3 separate regions of the Sus scrofa genome follow, and regions 1 and 3 are each linked to region 2. The links are chromatin contacts, called in public Hi-C and promoter capture Hi-C maps. All regions are on one chromosome and are shown on one strand. The core of a region is the stretch at or near the end of the contact, and the rest is flanking DNA. Distances in the headings are between cores, read along the strand shown.

The links. Promoter capture Hi-C pulls out the DNA fragments that hold promoters and counts their contacts. A called contact is a pair of places that touch in the nucleus more often than the background predicts.
Region 1: a contact with region 2 is called in a Hi-C map of liver, with 2.2 times the contacts expected there. The contact joins the enhancer-like site here to the promoter of CACNA2D1 in region 2. A contact is called at or near these places in 2 of 5 promoter capture datasets (fetal skeletal muscle and liver) and 5 of 47 Hi-C or Micro-C datasets (epiblast stem cells, liver and skeletal muscle).
Region 3: a contact with region 2 is called in a promoter capture Hi-C map of liver, with 3 times the contacts expected there. The contact joins the enhancer-like site here to the promoter of CACNA2D1 in region 2. A contact is called at or near these places in 3 of 5 promoter capture datasets (fetal liver, fetal skeletal muscle and liver), 6 of 47 Hi-C or Micro-C datasets (embryonic fibroblasts, heart right ventricle, liver and 1 more) and 1 of 2 datasets of contacts at active chromatin or transcription factors (skeletal muscle).

The regions. Positions count from the first base shown.
Region 1 is chr9:97,945,154-97,947,950 of Sscrofa11.1, reverse strand. All of the region lies in intron 3 of CACNA2D1 (calcium voltage-gated channel auxiliary subunit alpha2delta 1), which reads right to left. Among named protein-coding and RNA genes, the nearest start is that of CACNA2D1, 160 kb to the right of the region's middle. Within about 2 kb of position 1,365, at least 1 of the 83 cell types and tissues checked has an H3K27ac peak or open chromatin away from gene starts, as enhancers often do. A contact at or near this core is called in liver, where this site is marked.
Region 2 is chr9:97,780,185-97,783,042 of Sscrofa11.1, reverse strand. It overlaps CACNA2D1 (calcium voltage-gated channel auxiliary subunit alpha2delta 1), which reads right to left and starts at 1,470. Exons shown (of 39, transcript NM_214183.1): 1 at 1,355-1,470. The coding sequence starts at 1,449.
Region 3 is chr9:97,967,936-97,970,635 of Sscrofa11.1, reverse strand. The region is part of intron 3 of CACNA2D1 (calcium voltage-gated channel auxiliary subunit alpha2delta 1); the gene reads right to left. Among named protein-coding and RNA genes, the nearest start is that of CACNA2D1, 190 kb to the right of the region's middle. Within about 2 kb of position 1,260, at least 7 of the 83 cell types and tissues checked have an H3K27ac peak or open chromatin away from gene starts, as enhancers often do. A contact at or near this core is called in liver, where this site is marked.

The sequences.
Region 1 (2,797 bases), core at 116-2,615, 170 kb before region 2:
TAACTAAATACAATACACAGTAAAATTGTTGAAGATACCTGTTTTATAAATAAAATGGAACACCAAAATACATAAGAAAGCCAAGCTTTCTTAAAACACTGAGTAAGTCAAAATGTTGCAAATTCTTTATGCACACATAATACACACCTCACACACACAGGGTTTAGAAACCCTTTAGTTAAAGTTCACTTTAAAGAAAATCTGCTAAAGTGTCTATTTTCATGAAGGAAAAACTAACAACATTACAGAATAAAATACATATTCATGATTAGTTACACAAGTCCTGATAACTATACCTTCTGGCACAGCATAAGCTATAGATTTATATTTAAATATCTTTTATATGGTAGTTTGTAGTTTATAAGCATGTTACACACCATTATATATGTATTCTATACTTATACATGTGTATAATTTTGTGGCCTCAGCTCATTAAAGGTCAATTATATCTTATCTGTGCTTACTGGCACCTCTGAACTCAGAGTAAACTCACTTGAGGCTGTCACAGTAGTAATATCCCCTAATTGCCCTAAGCCTCTGCATACGAGAGCCCTGATCAATCATTTTGTTTTCAAAAACACCACAAATACTTATTTTTTAAGTGATTCATGCTCAATGTAGAAAAAATTAGAAACTATCAATAAGCAAAATGAGCCAATAGGAGTTCCTATTGTGGCAGTGGATTATGAACCTGACTAGAATCCATGAGATGCAGGTTTGATCCCTGGCCTTGCTCAGTGGGTTAAGGATCTGGTATTGCTGTGAGCTGTGGTATAGGTAACAGACATGGCTCGGATCCCACATTGCTCGGGCTGTGGTATAAGCTGGCAGCTGCAGGTCTGATTCGACACCTAGCCCAGGAACTTCCAAATGACACAGGTGAAGCCAGGAAGAAAAAAAAAAAAAAAAAAAAAAAAAAAAGCAAATACTCTACAACCCACTCAGTTAATATCCTAAGGTATATCTAACACCTATATATACTTTCATATTTTATTCATGTGGAAATATTAATATATATGTTTAATTTATAAATATTTTATCATGTTAAAAATATACTTGTGAACCTGTTCTTGCTCACATGATAGTAGAATGTGAATATATTTGCAGGTCAATAAACAAACATCTGGTACCATAAACGTGTCATTTTTAATTAAGCAATCTTATTATTTGATAGCAAAATATCCAAGAAACATTATAGAACTTTCTTGGCACTTCAAGTGAAGCATTTTACTTCCTCAATAACTTGTCAGTATTGTTGACACAAAGTCTGTTCTTTAAGCCTTGTCTGATCTGTATGGGTTTGTGTGTGTATGAGTGAGTGTGTATGTGTGTGTTTTTGTTAGCAAGGACTTTATTCTTTGATCAGCTGACACAAGGTTGAGATATCTGTACAAGCTCCAACAACTGCCAGTTGTTTTACAAAAAGTGTTTTAAACATACTTTGGGTAACATTCAAACAGGTTTTGATCTTTACGGAAAGGGCAAACCATCTTTGGCTTGAGATACAGACACAATGGGCAGGGGGAAAGTGAAGTAGGATTCTGGAGCACTTTTGGTTTAATTCTCTTAATTCTCTCTATCAATATAGAAATCTCACCCCTGGCCCACAAACACACACTTGCACCCTCATAAGTACCCACAGGGCACAGGGAAGGCTCCCACTGCTAGGGTCTTCTTCCAGTTCCCTTGAACCATGGCTTTTCAATGCAACTCATCAGCTTTGAAAAGAAGGGAAATCTACAATGTGCTGTGCAAAGCACAAGGAAATGTTTTAGGACTGCCAACCCTATTAGCCTGCTTTCCCCTCTTTTATATCTCGTGGGGATTTTAAAATAGGGATCTGAAGTAGAGGAGTAACATTTCAGTAACTAATTTGGAGGTAAATCATACCAAACTTTTTCCAGACAATTCAAGTGTGTTACTCAATGGAAGGGCCAAGTCTTCTCACAAGCTATTTATCTCTGCCCTGAAACACATCTAACCATGTATAGTTAATTTGCTGGTGCTTTGTAATGGAAACACAAGGTATACTTGATCTGATGACACCAGGATGACAAAATCATTTTTTTTAACTATAAAGAGATAGCCTCTATGATTATTTCCATCAAGTTTTAAGATTTTCTTAGGATAAATTAAGTTGGTGATGTTTTAGCAGCATAAATTATTTAGTCATCTTAAAACATAAGAAGATAAATATTCTACAAATAACAATTTGAAATATATGAAATTAAGAAAGTGAGAGAGGCTCCAAGACTTCAATATCTAATTAGAAGAAACCCAATTATTCCTATTTCAGAGAAATGAAACTGGGAGGTAATGTAAGCATGTGAAAAGACCTAGGAATAAGGAATAGGCACTACAAAGCTTATACTGCAACCAAGCTAACAATTTCAACATGCTAAGCAGGCCAAGCAAAGGTAGTCTGGTGATATTACACTGGCCTATTTCAGTTTCCAAGCTGTCACCATGGGTCATGATTATGGAAAATGAATATAGTAGAATGTAACACCCCACTCACATCAACGGACAAATCTTCTAGGAAAAAAAAAATCAATACAGAAACAGAGATACAAAATGACAAAATAGGACAGATTTAATTTATATTTTTGGGATATTACATCAAAAGGAAAAGAAAAAAAACAAAAAACAAAAAAACAGGACACAAGGGCACATGGAACATTCTCCAGGACTGATCACATGCTAGGGAACAAAACAAGCCTCAACAAATTTAATAGTACAGAAATTATCTCAAGCATCTCTTTTGACCACAATGGTATTAAACTAGAAATCAATCACA
Region 2 (2,858 bases), core at 221-2,720:
GCATTTACCCTTTTGCTTCATAACAAAAATGATCTGCAATCTTTTTATGGAAGATTATCTAAAAAAGGAACATGCCTGTAAATCAATGACAAAAAATATGAGACACTCCCCTTCTCAGGGTTAGAACTTGCACCCTTCAGATTCTTGGACTGACACCCAATGTAGTAAGTACTAAGCTGATCTTAAATAATAGCTGCGGGGTTTCAACTGGTAAAGATGTAAGGTTAGTACCACCCAAAATTCCAGCATTCAGCACTCAGCCAACAAAGGACAGCAAATAATTCCCAAAAGCAAAAATACGGGAATGCTACCTTGGGCTTTGTTTTTGTTATGTAAAATGCATTAAAGTGACTCACCCATTTACAATTACCTACTCTTAAAAGCTTTAAAGTAGCTTCAAGAATCAAAATACATGCTTTCCCAGAATGCCTGATAGACTAGTCAGCGCATTTAAAAAATATATGTACATATATATTTTATGTGCCACTGATTCTTTTCCCAGCCTAGAAGAGAATTATTATTTTTCATTCCCTTCCTGCCATGTGACTCTTTAGCTACCTTTAAACACTCTATTTTCAGAACAGCAGTGAGGTTTTTTCTCTTTTTTTAAAGCTATTTTAGAAATGTTAAAAATAAGAGAAAATTGCAGGAGACTCTAGAAATGCTCAGTCCCTCCCCCAAAGAATTGGTTCTATTCATTCTAAGAACAGGACCCGCGTGTCTGTTGGCACTTAGATGTTTCAAAGAGAGGGTGAAGGAAGTTGGATGGCAGGGTCCCAGCACCTGCGAGCCCCTGGGGTGGACAGCATCTCTGTCGAGGAGCAAGCACGCTTCTGATCAGAAAGGCTGTCAAGCACGCCCAGTAATTTGGGATCCAAAGGAGTTTGGATACCATAGCAATTAGAGAGCAAGCCAGAGGCCAAGTGCAGAAGTCCACGCTCCCTTGGCAAGGCTGCAATTACCTATTTGCAAAATACCCAATCAAAACACAACTTTTTATTGGACTGGGTTTGATAAGAGTGGGTATGTGGCTGGAAACTTTTTCCCACAGTACAGCTAAACTCTTTAACCAAGAAATCCTTTTAGAAATGGGCTGAGGAGCCTTGAGGCGTCGGTAGATATTTTCCTGGACAACCTGGCCCAGCCGAGGCTCCCCAAGACGCCCAGTTCCGTGCGCATTCCAGCGGCGAACCAGGCGCACCTCCCGCTTGGCCTCTGGGATCCAAGCCTAACTCACTCCCCACCCCCACGAGCAGAAAAGCCCCAAAACTCCAGAAACGAACCCGCACCCTGCTTCCACAGCACCCCTCAGCCAGCACTCCCCGCCCTGCCTGGTTCGGGGCCGGCGACTTACGTGACGGCCGACGGGAACGGCTCCTGCGATGAGGGACCGATCAGCAAAGATTGGAAAAGTGTCAGAGTCAAGGCCAGCAGGCAGCCAGCAGCCATCTTCGCGATCGAAGATCAATCTAGCCTCCCTCCCCAGCCAGGGGAAGAACCAGTGCTAGAAACCGCCGAAGGAGGAGAAGGAGCACGGTCCGCCCGGACCACAGACGTCTGAGGGCTGGCACGCCTGGGCCGGAGCCGGCAGCCGGGAGCCTGGGCGCGGGCTCACGTGGAGGGGAGGAGGGGGAGAAGCAGGGGCCAAGCCCCGCGCAGGGGAAGGGATGGTGGCGGGCGGACCCGCTAGCGTGCGTCGGCTGTTCCCCACCGCGGCTGCCTGGCCTCCGCCGCCATCAAGGGCGACTTTGGAAACAGACCTGGGCGAGCCCGCCAGCGCTCGCGCGCTCTCGCTCCCTCCCCGTTTCCTCCCTGATTTATTCTCCCGATAGCCGTGGAGAAGGCGGGGGAGGAGGCGGGGGCGGAGAAGGGGTGACGGCACCGGGGAGGGGGTGGGGGTGGCTGCAGGAAAGGGGGATAGCAGGCGGAGAGACTTGTGGCTGAGAGAGGCTCCGTCTGGCTTCTCCCGGCAAGTCAGAGGGAGGTGGCTGGGGGTGGGCAGCTGGAGGGCTGGGCGTCAGAGCAGTCGGGCGGAGACGGGCCCAGAGCAGCCCTCCATACAAGGCAGAAAGGAACTCCCAAAGTCGGTGCCGGCTTGCTCTCGCCACCAGGCGTGCAGAGGGGGAGTACAGCCGGCCCGCCGGGCTCCCAGGGGACAGCTGCCACCCGGCGGGTATCCACAGGCTGCAAAGGCCCCTGCGGATCACTTGGCTTGCGTGTTCGGGGGTTATTTTTGCACAGGCGAGGAATGTTCCCCAAGCCCTTCTCCCAGGCGCAGAATCCGCAGCCTGCCTGGGAATCATGGAGAAGTGATTTGACAACAAACGTAGGAGGAGTTTGTATTTGCATTTTAAAGCACCACTTTTGACTCTGGCCCAGGCGGCACAGTTTATTTGCCCAGGAGTGCCAGAGGCTAGAGCCTCTGAAATGGCTGAGTGCCAGTTGTGGCAGCTGCCCCACTCCCAGGTAACACTCACCTGGCAAATCACAGCTTCAGGGCCCGGGCTGAGGACAACTAGAGAAGGACCTAATACTGCAGAGGAGTGGAAGGACAAATTCTCCATCTAGGGATAAAGGCAACCTAATGAGACTACCTCCTAAAGGCCCTAAACCCCCTAGTCTGGCTATTGGGCTGCCCTGCCTTGCTAAGCCTGCGACGGGAGTTCATTCGATCGCGTGAAGGCATGAAAAGGGTAAGCAGCAGGAACAGGTGGCAATTTCCAAATACCGCTTGAAATATGGAGCAGGAATTAAGGGAGGCCGAGAGAGCTAGGGATTAGCAATGCGGACCAGCTTCACCTCTGACAGGTGCACACAGGCCGTCTCATAGAAAAAACAGAAGGGTCTTGGATTAGGCC
Region 3 (2,700 bases), core at 11-2,510, 190 kb before region 2:
TCAAAATAAAAACGATTCCCAAATGCAAAGTCCATGTTACAAGGCCTAACATAATTCTACTTTAATGTTTTAATACAAAATATAAATTTATATTTTAAAAATTGTGTTTGAGTTAGTTGTTTACTTTGTTCACCAGAAAGCCAGTCCTTCTTAGACATCTTTTGCAAAGCACACGTAGGTGATTAACAGTTCATTTACAGCCAGGTAACTTTCTTACCCCAAAGACTCATTGATTCTCACTGACTCAAGAAGTACTAACTGCTCAAAACCCTGTCACTACCACGACTCTAGCCACCTCTGCTGCTCTATAGCCACCATTTACTGAGGGCTGACTAACACTCTGTCAAGCATTTCACACATATTTTCTCATTTGTCCTCACTACAACCCTTCATGAAAGAGACTGAACAGAATAGATGAGGTAAGGGATTATTACCTAGACCTCCTCTCCAGGACGAAGGCTTTTCCTATTATCCATTCTCTTCGGAGCAAGGGAAGAACTGATTTAACTTCTCAGACAGGTGTGCAGGCTCTGAGAGACACTTTGTCATTCTGCTAGCATACTGGCTCTTTAGAAGGATCGATTAAAAAGCAATTGAACTACTAGACCAATGGAGCAGGCTTCCTGAGTACAGACGAGGAAGGAGCCCTTTAAATCATCCATCGTATTAGAAATTAGAACAGAGAGCCATGGACAAAAAAAGCAATTAATATTCTAAGAAAGGAGATGTATGGGATTCAGAGGCTTAATCCTACAATGTTAGAGTCATAACAGATCTTAGCTGGGTGTTATTTTGCATCTCTCAATTAACTTCCAAATTGAATGTTTTTATATACTTTATTATGTACAGGATAAACAGTCCTTCTAAATGAAAAATCAGTTGAGCCAGACACAGTGCAAAATTTAATCTGTAATATAAAAATTGTTTTAGGCGGGCCTCCCTTTGTATTATACAAAATACTTCAATTCTAATTTGCACAAGGTCTGGGAACAATTTCACCCTATTCCTGCTACCCTTTTTTTTTTTTTTTTTTTTGCTCCTCAAACTTCATGTTACTAATTAAAAGCATCTTTGTAAAAAATCTTGGTTACGGATTAATACAATTGAAATTAGTTGCTATAGAGGTAAATGCAGTCTCAAGGATATAAAGAGTTGAAAAAATAAAATAAAAATAAATCCATTCCCGCACTTTGGGTGAGCAAACATTCACTCTAAATGAGCTCAGGACTTTCAGCCTGAAACAACATGACTCAGGCTAGGAGAAGTTAAAAATTAGTCAGATGAAACTACTGTCATTGTCTTAAATGGCTCACAGAGAATAGGAACAGGCTTTAAAAGCCAAGTTCCACAAATGCAACTGGTCTTCTAAGGAAAAAAATAAAGTATATAAAAGACAAATTTGAGAGTTTGGTATTGATTCTGGGAAAGGTTCTAGGATAGGTTTCCATTCCTGAGAAGATGGAACAGAATCAAGTATCCATTGATAATTGGTTTGGCAAGTTACTAAGATCTGTTCTAGATCAGAAATTATAGTCCTATCAATATTAGTGACTGGTTTGAGTTCTTTGGATAAACAGGTTCCTAGAATGAAGAAGGAAATTTATTACATTAACATAGCTTAATAAAAAGATCACATGATACCAGTATAGCCTAGAAGTTAAGAGGGATTCCTCTGGATTTGATTAAATCTGCTTCTGTTCTTAACCCTGCTTCATAATCCTTTATCTGAAAATCTGAGGCCAGATAGAGTTTGGAATTTAATATTTTAGAAAGGAATTCTACAGATGAATATATACAGATAAATACGCTGTATATTACAGTAACATTCTCAGCACCCAGCAATCAAACACAAAGAAATGTCTGAATATTTATACTAAGTGGAATAAATAAAGGCTTTAAGTCAGATTTTTGTCTCTGTAAACAAAGATTCCTGTACCTAAAGCTGAGTGACTTTAGATAGATTATGTAATTTCTATAGGCGAATTATTTAATTACTATGAGTGTCACTTTCCTTATCTTTGAAAAAGTAGTTCTTTCCTTACCTTTGATGAGGTAGTTCTTTGAGTAAGAACTACCTCAAAGGATACTGATGATAATTTAATGAAAGAGTGCAGGTGAAATTCTTGGTAGGATAGCAGCAATCACAATGCAGTCAAACGTGTGTTTGTGTGTGTGTGTGTGTGTGTGTGTGTGTGTGTGTGTGTGTGTGTGTGTGTGTGTGTAAAGGGAGAGAAATATGGATTTGCTTTTTCATTTTACAACCAGTGGCTCTCAATACTACCACACCCTAAAATCACAAGGGAATCTTTAAAAAATAATAATAAGAGTAGAACCAGGACCCCACACCCATCAGTTACATTAGCATCTCTGTATCTGCTGATAAGACCAGGACCATGGCAGTCTTAAAAGTTCCCCAGGTGATTCTGATTCTAATGTTTACTTATATAGTCACAGGGAATGTTTTATTTACTTTTTTGTAGTATTTCATGTCTATTTCTGAACAAACTTACTGTCTACAAAGGGAATGTCCAATTGTTGACTAAGATATGCCTACCACTTTCATACATACATGTTCTTTCCATCACAAATCTCTCTTAGATGAGTTGAGTAGGTATGAATTTAGATTAGTAGGTAGTTTCTCACAGTCTAATTATTCGAGGGAAAATTGATAAATCACAGACCTAGCCCCTCAAATGTAAG